Regions from separate parts of the Ovis aries genome. Here region 2 is linked to region 1. The links are chromatin contacts, called in public Hi-C maps. All regions are on one chromosome and are shown on one strand. Each heading gives the region's core, a stretch centred on a gene start, on an enhancer-like site or on the middle of the called end of the contact. The rest is flanking DNA. Distances are from core to core; before and after follow the strand shown.

Region 1 (5,842 bases), core at 3,043-5,542:
TGAAAGACTGGGATCAAGAAGGAAGAATGTCAGGGACTGCTGATTGCCACTTAGTATTCACCTGTCCTTTCATATTTTAGTAATAGAACCTGATATTTTGGGGGCAGCAGTGTGCTCAGCTGAAATCTGTATTTTCTAGCCCCTCCTTACAACTGGACATAGTCCTGAGTTTTTGGCCAAAAAAACTAACAGGATGATTCATTGCATTTTTGAGCATTTCTTTAAAAGAACCTACTCCTTTTGGAGGAAGAGTTTTTTCATTTTCTTTTTTGCTTCCTCTTGTTGCCAGCCTGGAATATAAACATAAGATGGCTCCAGTGGCCATCTTGAATCATAAGTTTATCTTTAAAATGAAACCACATGCTGAGGATGGTGAAAGTTCTGATGGGTCCCTGCTGAGTGCATGGAGATGCCTCACCAACTCTATACTGCCTGTTTCTGGACTTGTTTCACATGAGAGGAAAATACACTTCTTTTTTTGTTTAAGCCATTCAGTTCAGTTCCGGTGCTCAGCCATGTCTGACTCTTTGCAACCCCATGGACTGCAGCATGTCAGGCTTCCTTGTCCATCACCACCTCCTGAAGCTTGCTCAAACTCATGTTCAACGAGTCAGTGATACCATCTTACCGTCTCATCCTCTGTCGTCTCCTTCTCCTCCTGTCTTAAATCTTTCCCAGCATGAGGGTCTTTTCCAATGAGTCAGCTCTTTGAATCAAGTGACCAAAGTACTGGAGCTTCAGCTTCAGCATCAATCCTTCCAATGAATATTCAGGACTGATTTCCTTGAGGATTGACTGCTTTGATCTCCTTGCAGTCCAAGGGACTCTCAAGAGTCTTCTCCAACACCATAGTTCAAAAGCCATCGGTTATTCGGTGCTCAGCTTTCTTTATGGTCCAACTCTTACATCCATACATGACTACTGGAAAAACCATAGCTTTGACCATATGGACCTTTGTCGATAAAGTAATGTCTCTGCTTTTAAGCCATTGCTATTTGGGGTTTTTAGTTACATAAAACTCAACTTAAATATAAGGCTTTCCAGGTGGCTCAGTGGTAAAGAACCCACCTGCCAATGAAGGAGACATGGGTTCAATCCCTTGGTCAAGAAGATCCCCCAAGGAAGGAAATGGCAACCCACTCCAGTATTCTTGCCTGCGAAATCCCATGGACAGAGGAGCCTGGTAGGTTATAGTCCATGAGGTCACAAAAGAGTTGGACATGACTTAGTGACTAAACAACAGCAACAAACTTAAACATAACTGATACAGGAGGTGACTGCATTAAACCAGGTGAGAGAAGATGATGACTGGGACCAGAGTGGTGGCAAGGAAGTCGGATGCTGAATATTTTTTTGAAAATAGGGCTTATAGGAATTGCAGATAGGTTAGATTCAGGGGTGAGAGAAGGAGAAAGACTAAGGAAGACCTCTGAGTTTTGCCCCTGAATGATTTGATAGTGCCATCATTTACAGACAAAATTAAAAGAAGACCTCTGAGTTTTGCCCCTGAATGATTTGATAGTGCCATCATTTACAGACAAAATTAAAAGATGCTTGCTCCCTGGAAGAATAGCTATGACAAACTTAGACAGTGGATTAAAAAGCAGAGACAACACTTTGCTGATGAAGGTCCATATAATCAAAGCTATGGTTTTTTCCAGTAATCATGTATGAATGTGAGAATTGGACGGTAAGGAAGGCTGAACACCAAAGAACTGATACTTTCAAACTGTGTGCTAGAAAGACTCTTGAGAATCCTTTAGACAGCAAGGGGATCAAACCAGTTAATCCTAAGGGAAATCAATCTTGAATATTCATTGGAAAGACTGGTGTTGAAGCTGAAGCTCCAATACTTTGGCCACCGACGTGAAAAGCTAACTCATTGGAAAAGATCCTGATTCTGGGAAGGATTGATGGCAAGAGGAGGAGAGGGTGACAGAGGATGAGATGGTTGGATGGCATCACAGACTCAATGGATATGAGTTTGAGCAAACTCTGGTAGTAGTGAAGGACAGGGAAGCCTGGAGTGCTGCAGTTCCAAGGGGTCGTAAAGAGTCGGATATAACTGAGCGACTGAACAGCAACAAATAGTTTGCAGAGATGCAGACGCCTGGGGAAACAGCATGCTTGGGTGTGGGGTTGGGATTGGGTGGATTCAAGAGTCTAGGGCAGTGGCAGGCTGGCCTTGCTAGAAGCAGAGAGGGGCACAGTAAAACAGAGGGAAGGGTATGGACTTAGGCTGGTGGGTCAAGGATCAAACCCAGGTCTTCCCCACTGCAGGCAGATTCTTTACTGTCTGAGCCACCAGGGAAGCCCCATCATTAACTGAACAATTATTAACTGGGAACCTATTCTGGGCTATTCAGTGTGCTGATTAAAGTAACTCACATTAATGGGCAATGACTGATTGGCTTAATTGGCTCAGGGGCATTCACATTTCTAGAATGTGCATATTAATCCCAATAAATCTCTGATTCGTGGAATAAATGTGAAACAAACCATTAACACTCTTTTTTGATTTTCTGTGACAGAACACAGAGACTTCCCTTTTCTTCCTATCCATGAGAAACTGGGAAGTAGAATATGTGTGTGAAACTACTCTCCTCATCCACCATTGTCTCCTGTTTATGATCCATCTGTATTCTTCACCATTCAAATGGGGAACAAAGATACTCATGTCTGCAGGATGGTTATACCATATTATTCTTAAATGGTAAACTCTTGACCTCAGGATCCTATTCCTTGATTTTCCATAGAAACTTCCTCAGATATCCAACTTATAAAGGTTTTCAAGAAAACAGCCTAAGAATCATAGAGGTCCCTGCCCGCCCCCCCATTCTTTCTTTAATCCGGTCGTCAGTCACCGAAAGGTACAGAAAGAGTAGGGAACCAGAGAGGAGAGGCACAAGAAACCGGAAGTTTTCCTTTCCATTACCCAAGGTGACCTGGGCTAAATGTGTTATCTCCTATCCTCCAATCACTGGGCAAATTATTAGGAAAAAGCACCTTGGCTTGGAGATAGTACCTCGCAGTGGTTATTACCCTGGGCTTGAGTGTCAGACAGATTTGAATGCCTCTCCCAGTCTGACTCCTGGTAGCTGCATGACCTAGGGCCAATCACTGAAGCCTCAGGTGGCACGGCTTCTACATCTAGCAGTCAATCATTCTTACCTAATGGGTGGCTGATGAAAGCAGAACTTTCCGAGCATCACACCCCTGCGCTCCCCATCCCCCATCCCCCATCCCCAGCGGATGTATATTTGATGCAGCTTTTGAGCAGGGAAGGTGCTCTTTCATGTCCTGAAACCTCCGTTGGAAGACATGGGAAACTGAGTCGCTCAGTCGTGTCCGATTCTTTGTGACCCCCATGGACTGTGGCGCGCCAGGCTCCTCTGTCCTTGGGATTCTCCAAGCAAGAATACTGGAGTGGGTTGCCATGACCTGCTCCAGGGGATCTTCCTGACCCAGGGATCGATCTCGGGCTTCCTGCATTGCAGGCAGATTTTTTTCTTACTGTCTGAGCCACCAGGGAAGCCCATGGGAAGACCTGGGAGGCAGCGATGAAATAGGTCAGGGCTCTTTCCCTGAACATCTGCCAGAGGAACCACTCGAGTCCGCTCTGGAACACTCCCCACCCGCCTTGCCCGTCTGGTCCCTCCGTCGTAGAGGAGCAGCTGCCGCGTGAAGGCAAGACTGCTTCTGTTTCCCTTCCTGGAGCTGGGGCGACGAACCTGGCCCTATGGGCGTGTTTAATTATAATATCCACCGCTTGTTATTTTACCATCTCAGCAGAGGCTTGGGATACAGAGGGAGAGACAAGTTTCTTAAATAAGAAAAAAGACGAGGACCAAAAAGCCACACACACACACACACACACACACACACACACACACACACACACACACAAACATATCGTACTAAAAGAAGTCGTGCCTCTTCCTGCCAGTGACTGTGTGGGAGAGGGAAGTCAGCGGGGGCCCCCAAGAGGTCGCTGGTGGCGCAGGAACCGAGGCCAGATTGGAGAGAAAGGAGGAAGGGGGAAAAACACACACACACACACCCAGAAACTTTCTTCCTTGTTGCGAATAATCGCCGCCCCCCCCTCCAGGGAGAGGCAGTAACGTGACACCCGAGAGAAACCCGGAGACCCGAGCAGAGGGAGGGAGGGAAAGAGGGAGGAGAGAGCGCAGCGGAGAGCCGGAGGGAGAAAGGGGAGGAGAAGGAGGAAAACCCCTGTCAAGGAGGTGGAGCGTGGAGATGGTGTCCGCCTCCTGTTCCTCCCTACAGTTTTTGTAGAGGAGCCTGAGCCGGGACAAAACACGCCGAGACCGACAGCCACAAAGCCGGGGGCGGGGGGGTCCACGCTGGCGCTGGAGGCGAGCCCCGGCGGCCGCGAGCGAGCCCGAGGCGCTGCGGGGCGCGGGACGCGGGGGCGCTAGCGGGCCGGGCGCGGGCAGCGCCGCCGAGCCGGGGACGGGCACCTCGGCCGCTCGGGCCGCGGCGGCGGGGACCATGCCGAGGAAAGTCTCCTGAGCCCGGCAACTTCGGCCCCCTCCCCGCCCCCAACCCGGGCTGCCCTCGGCGCGGCCCTGCCCATGTGCAGCCGGCCGGCAGGGCTCTCCTCCTCGGATGGGCAGGCGGATGGGTGACCTCTTCCTGGCACGGGCAGGCTGTGCGCGGCGGCGGAGCCGGCGATGAAGCAGCAGCAGCAGCAGCAGCAGCATCCCGGCGGCGGCGCGGATCCCTGGCCCCATGGGGCCCCTCTGGGGGGCGCCCCTCCCGGCCTGGGCAGCTGGAAGCGCCGGGTCTCCCTGCTGCCCTTCTTGCGCTTCTCCCTCCGGGACTACGGTTTCTGCATGGCCACCCTGCTGGTCTTCTGCCTGGGCTCCCTCTTCTATCAGCTCGGCGGGGGACCCCCGCGCTTCCTGCTCGACCTGCGGCAGTATTTGGGTAAGGAAGGAAGGCGGGAGCGAGGGCGGCGCGAAGTTGTGCCGGGGCGGGGGTGGAGGGGGGAGCCGAGCGCGCCGGATACTCTGGTGCTGCCCTCGCCGCCGCCTCGTCGAGGCTCCCCAGGTGGGACGCCCGCGAGCATCCGTGCGGCGGCCCTGAGCGCCTGCTGCCTCTCGCGCGTCCGTCTGTCTGTCTGCGCAGAGGCGGGGTGGGGGTGGGGCGCCGCGGGGTTGATTTGCCCGGCAGGTACCCCAGGGCGGGGCGCCGCATACCTTCCCTCCTGCCTCGGCCACCCCGTCTCGGGTGGAGTGCTGGCGTGTGAGTTAGTGAGTGTGTACGAGTGTGTGTGTGTGTATTCGGGCCTGGCAGAGCGGGGAGAGGCGAGGGGCAGCGACGGCCGGCCCATGGCATTGTTAGTGACCACAGTCCCGTCCCCTCCAGCGCTCCGCGTCGCGGGGGTGGGATTAGTACCTCCCCGGGGCCCGTTTTGCGAATTCTGTCTCGCAAGATCTCCTCCTGTTCCCTGGCCTGGGTGGCCCAGGGGCAGTTTGCGGGCTCCCGCGCTGTCCGTGAGCTGGTTTGTGCTTGGGGCACCCCCTGCACACCTAGCTGTCCGTAGCAGGGATCGACCTGCTTCGACTGAACGATCCATAGCGCTGCGTGTCCCAAGTCTGAACTTTTGGGGGAGGTTGTGCCTGGTTTAATAGGAGCAAGGCTGCCTATGTTTTTGGAGAGGTGAGGGGAAGGATCTTGGGAAAAGAGCGGCTCCAAAGAGAGGATGTGACCTGCGGCTCTGTAGTCAGTGCACGGGGAGAGGGGGTGCCAGGGCCCAGCGTGCGTACCCCAGGTCCCCGGAGCGCGCCTGGCTAAGGGAGGATGCTCCCCTCTCACA
Region 2 (5,684 bases), core at 1,139-3,638, 230 kb after region 1:
TAATGCTTTCATACCCCTGGCTCTGTCAGTGGCTCCCGGAGACCACTCATTTCCTATAAATCAGGGCGAATGGGGATGTTTATCTCTTTTGGGGAGCCAGCGGCTGCTGCTGTTCTCCTGTGGCTCAGGGTACCCTGGGCCGTGTCCTGAACCATCAGGTCCGCTTCTGCTGAACCTCTCAGATGGCCCCACTAGACCCCTTCTCCTGGGAATCTGTTTCTAAGGAATACTGCTTCTCTGTGTTCCCAACAGCTGGAGACATGTTTTGATCCCAGCCTGCTGGCACCCATTTGTCCCATGTTTATTTACTTGGAAATCTAAGCTGGTGTAGGCAAGTGCTTGTAAAGTCCCCAAAGCGGTGCGTTCTCACCCCGGAGGATGGGGAGGAGAGGTGTACAGGGCCACAGGCTCTGACACACTGAGCCACACAGAGGACGAAGGTGCTACTCCGGAGAGAGATGTCTCTGACATCCGTTCCTCCAGAGGTGTGTTGAAAGCAGGGATCGCAAGTATTTAGAGAACCAAAGACGAGCTCTGTTGGTTTAGCAATACCTGGAGTATCCCTGAGACTCAACCCACCACCGGTTTCTTGAAAGATGGAAGAAGAGGACCACAGTTTGAAGAGCAAAGATGCCTTTAGAGAATGAGAATAGCACACATCTGACCAGCAGCAAGACAATGGGGTCTCAGTCTATACCCAGAGGACATGGCTTCTCTCAACCACCCAAATGAACAAGGAAATAAGTCTTCCTCTCAAGCCTCCGAAAAGGAATCAGCTTTGCCAACACCTTGAGGTTAGCCCAGTGGGACCTGTGTTCAGACTTCTGACCTACAGAACTGGAAGATCAGAAATGTTGGTTCACATTTCTCCCCCTTCTTTTCCTATCTCAGTTCTCTAACCCAGCTGAGAAGGGTTCTCCACTTTTAAGGATTTTTGTGAATCCATTGGGCTCATCCAGACAGTCTAGAATCATCTCCCCATCTCAAGGATTGTAACCATAATCACATCTGCAGAACCATTTTTTGCTGTATGTATATGGTGCCATATTCACAGGTCCCAGGGATTCAGGTGTGGACATCTTTGGGGTCTATTATTCTGCCCACCACAGTGTCACTGTGACTGTGGGGACTGAGGGAACTGTGGAGGGGTTGTGAGCATGACAGGCATTTTGAAACTTGGCTTGTCCCGGTCACTGGTGACTGTGCAGTGACGCCAAGCTAGGGCTGCCGTAGTGACGCAAAGCTAGGGCTTCTCTGTCTCTGGTCTGCAGAACCAAGGGGCCAGTTATACGTTTTATTTTTACTTCTACTAGTGACTCATCCATCCATCCATCCACTCATTCATCATTCATTCATTTATTAATGATTTAGTGCTTTCTGTGTGACGAGAATAATAATCAGAACTGGAAATGAAATGCTGAGCAAAAATAGACCCCATGTCTGTCCTCATAGAGCTCAGAGTCCTACAAGGGAGGCAGGTGTTAACTCCCAAACCACACAAATTCATGTGAAATGTAACTGGCTCACATTTGACAACACAGAGAAACGGGCCACTGTCTGGGCATAGTTGGCAAGTCTAGAGGCCAGAGGAGTGGTGGTTGAACTAAGATGTGAAGGGAAAGAGAAGAAGGAGGAACAGTCTGGACATCGGGAACAGCACATGCAAAGGTCCTGCGGCAAAAGGGAACAAAGTGAGCAAAGGGAAAGAACCAGGGAGGCTAGAGCAGGGTGAACTGAGGGACAAAGGGAAGAGCTGAATCCTGCAGTGTGGGCAGGCAGAGGTTAGACCCCACAGAACTTCCCAGGGCCTGTTCACGAGGACTGGGGAGACTCTAAAGGATTTAAAGCAGGCCTTGGGGGTGGGGAAGCATGTTTACATGGGATCCCAAGATGTACATTTTGGGAAAAAAATGACTTAACTTCAATATACAGTGTACAGAAGGGCTCCAGTTAATCTGAGGTTGCTGCAGTGATCAAGCGGGAGATAAACAATCAAGGAGCAAGTATTTACAGAGTGAGAACCATGCCTAAGGAGCAGCTCTAGGGTAGGGGCAGGGATGGTGATGGGGAGCATTTACCGTGGGGAGCACTTCACTGTCCTTCCATTTGCTGACTGCCTGGTTGGCAACAGAAAACCCAAACTTGAGGAACTGTCATTGGCTGGGGCATGATTAATTAGGAAAAGAATGCTGCAGACACCAGCCTGAGAATTCAGGAGAGGAAAGAAATCAGTGAGCTGGGCTCACTGGGGGAAGCTTCCTAGACAAGGTGGGAGCTAAGATCTGGGGACAGATTCAGATTCAGGCAGGGGTGAGGGTCAGGAGGACTGCAGGAGCGGAGCGTTTGTGCCAAAGCCCGAGAGCCTGAGGCTTGCTCTGTGGTCAGCCGCCCAGCTTGGCTGGAGCAGCGGGTTTCGAGTTTAGGGTTTGGGACTGAGAAGCGATTCACCAGATGTCCCCGAGGAGGCTGCCAAATCAAGTTTGCCTGACCTGCTTGCTCAATGGAAGCTCCCATCAGGAGCACCAAACCCAAGCTACCAGAGCACAGCCAGGTGCATCCCGCTGGCCACCTGTCAGCTGAGCTCATCTGCTCCAGACCCCCGCCCCTCACTGAGTCAGCCACCAGCTGCAGCTGCCCCCTCACTGGGGGCTCAGGCCTGCACCCTTGCTGGGACGGGTGGCTTAGATTTATGAAGGTGGTGGCTCTCAGCCTGACCGCTCTCTGGAATCATCTGGGAGGCTTTTAAAACTCCTGTTGCCTGGGTCCCACTCCCAAAGATTCTGGTTTAATCGGTCAAGGGTGCAGGCTGGGCTCTGGGATTTTTTAAAAACCCTGGAAGTGATGCCACATGTAGCTAAGGCTAAAAAATAATTACTGAGAAATAACTGCACATCCATTCTTGGCTGTATTAGCAGAAGTTAGTTTTACTGACAGATGCACCTCCTGAATATTTTCTAGAAGCTTACTTTCTGTATCCGTTACATATTTAGAAAAAGCTCTATTTACCTTCCCCTCAGGAATGTTTTTATTTGTTGGACTTTTAATTGGTATGTGCAAATATACGACACTAAAGGAGTTTGATGGCATAGTGTTAGGTATGTTGTATTTATGTATACTCTGTATGGGTCTTAAATCAGGCTTTCTTTTAAACTGAACTAATTAACATTTATTATATAGAAACCAAAGAGTATATTATACTATACATTTAAGATCTCACTTCAGGAAGCATGTTTTAGGCAATAAAACAGAGAATAAGTACTTTGATGAACAAAATATTTTATTTAACATGAGAACATCTTTTTGTTTGGTCAGTGGAGTCATTTGGAATCCATTACCATTTTTTCTAAAGAGATATGTGTCACTCTTCAAATGCAGGCCAGTTTGTACAAATACATATACATGTTAAATTTAAGGATGTGGGTGAATAGGGCTACACTTTAAATGCAGTCGAGAAATGTTCTTTAAAACACTGTTCTTTAAAATGCAGCCAGGGAGCTTGCTACTCAAAGAAGTTATGGGGTGAAGGTTTATATAAAGTGAAAAACTAATGACAGTTTATCAGTGTTAGAATTTTGAATTTCATACCCTAATACTTGTTTTTCAGAACCTGGCACACCTTTGTAGTTGTCCTCAATTTGCTTTGCCAAATTGTAATATTTTTTCCTACCAAACTGTTTTACATACACAGCATAAATTCCCCAAAGGCAGAATGACCTCTAAGTGTGTTCTTAAAAATAGTTTGCAAAATCTGAAGACAGACAGGAAAAGTAAGCGCAAAACATCTAAGAGATTTATTGGAATCTCAGCTTGAATTCTAATTGCAAGTACTTATGAAAATGTCAATATTAACATGAAATAGCTGGCAGTTTTTCTAAAAAATGTAAATTGAATTAGATAGTGCGTAATTGGAGAAACGCTTGCTTCACTCAGGCTCTCTCAAAACAAGTCTTCAAATCTGTTAGCTGCAGCAGCCTTGCCCTCTAATGGCTGGAAATTGAAGGACAAGGTGAAATACTTGTGACTGCAAGGAGGATAGAAGCTAAACAGAGGGTATGGCAGACTATACGGCACCGTGTCGGAAGACTCCTCCCAAAGCGAGGGACTCGGTGTAAAGTCAGGACCAGCATAGTCTTAAAAAGAAACAACTCAATGGGTGCTGAGGGAAGGGAAGACAAAAGCATGCTAAGTGCCTTGGAGCTTCTGGGCCATCTTCAGTAGAAATGGTACTATAGATGCCCGATGTCCTGAAATGCAACTGAGAGGTCAGCTCACCTCATAATATTAAAACACTGAGAAGCCTGAAAAAGTTATAGAATAAATAGTCAAGCCTGGAAATTGTGATAGTCTTGGCTTAATAAGTTTTGCAGAGCACACGTAACAATCCACTTTAGTTCCCTTTTATGATTGACTAATCAGTGTCTCAGGCAAGGTAGAAATGGCATCAGTATGTCTGGTTTGTCAGGAGTATAATAGGAAGTTTGTTTTATCCCACATGACATTTCCATTATCTAGGATGACAGCCAGGAATGAATGAGCCAGGTGGGGGATCCACTGGCTATAATGTCATGCAACCTCTAGGCACAGACCACTTTTTCTCTGACCCTAAATCCATGCAGATATTCCTGAATTAATGAAAGAATTTTAACCAAATCCTGCTTGATTTCAAGACAAAGCTTTTAAAAAAGTGGCTCCAACTCCGTGTTTCATATTACAAGGAAAAAATACAATGGAATTGTATCAACATTCAGCTAGATGTTTCTATACTCTTTTTTTTTTTTTTTTTGCACTGAAGAGGAAGGTTATACCAGTATGACTTTTAAATGTTACCACTGCCCCTTCACCACTCTGTAGAGTTTTAAACACTCACTGCTGGTTTTTAAAATAACCTCTTGGATGAGACTTGTTAAGAAAACCAGCAGATGTATAAAAGAAATTATCAAGTTCAATAAGAGGTGGTGGCAACTTTGTTGACAATGAAATCTCACTATGATTATGGCATTCCATATATGACCCACTACTAAAGAGTAGAAACCTGTGAGATTAAGAAAAGCGATCTAAACAAAAATAATAGGGAGTTCCCTGGTGGCCTCCTGGTTAGGATGTCTGGACTTTCACTACCGTGATGCAGGTTCAGACCCTGGTTGGGGAACTGAGATCCCTCAAGCCACCTGGCGTGGCCAAAAAAAATGCCAAAACAAAACATAAGATTAGCCTCAGTCAACCCTGATTACTGCTAATCTTTATTTCTCCGGGAAATTATTACTTGGTGTGAATTATATTTATTTTTTACTTGCTAATATAAGTAGTACATTTTACTTGCTAATATATATTGCTTCTAAAGCCTTCAAATTGTTTCACATTTGTGTATATCTTGCATGTTTAACTAAGATGTAATTTTCGTAGATGGTATAACATGATCTCCTCTTTTAATCTCAGCACCCTTCACAGCAACCTGGCAGACATCCAGCCCAACTTTCAGTATACACTAAATAACAGATCCAGATGTGGGCAGAGCATCAGTGTTTATCTCTCCTCTCCACTTGCATGTGCAACTTAAATATATACTGAACACCTACAAGGCATCAGGCCCTGTGATAGGAATAGCCGTGGCAAGATGAACATCCACCCCTGCTTTCTGCCTCCACCACATGCAAAGAAACCCATCTCCTCTTATATTCTCTTAT

The links. A called contact is a pair of places that touch in the nucleus more often than the background predicts.
Region 2: a contact with region 1 is called in a Hi-C map of hypothalamus, with 5 times the contacts expected there. The contact joins the enhancer-like site here to the promoter of UST in region 1. A contact is called at or near these places in 2 of 16 Hi-C or Micro-C datasets (hypothalamus and retroperitoneal adipose tissue).

What each region holds. Positions count from the first base shown.
Region 1 is chr8:73,113,752-73,119,593 of ARS-UI_Ramb_v3.0, forward strand. UST (uronyl 2-sulfotransferase) reads left to right here and starts at 4,293. Exons shown (of 8, transcript XM_027972539.2): 1 at 4,293-4,950. The coding sequence starts at 4,695.
Region 2 is chr8:73,345,698-73,351,381 of ARS-UI_Ramb_v3.0, forward strand. The region is part of intron 5 of UST (uronyl 2-sulfotransferase); the gene reads left to right. Among named protein-coding and RNA genes, the nearest start is that of UST, 230 kb to the left of the region's middle. Within about 2 kb of position 2,389, at least 5 of the 54 cell types and tissues checked have an H3K27ac peak or open chromatin away from gene starts, as enhancers often do. A contact at or near this core is called in hypothalamus, where this site is marked.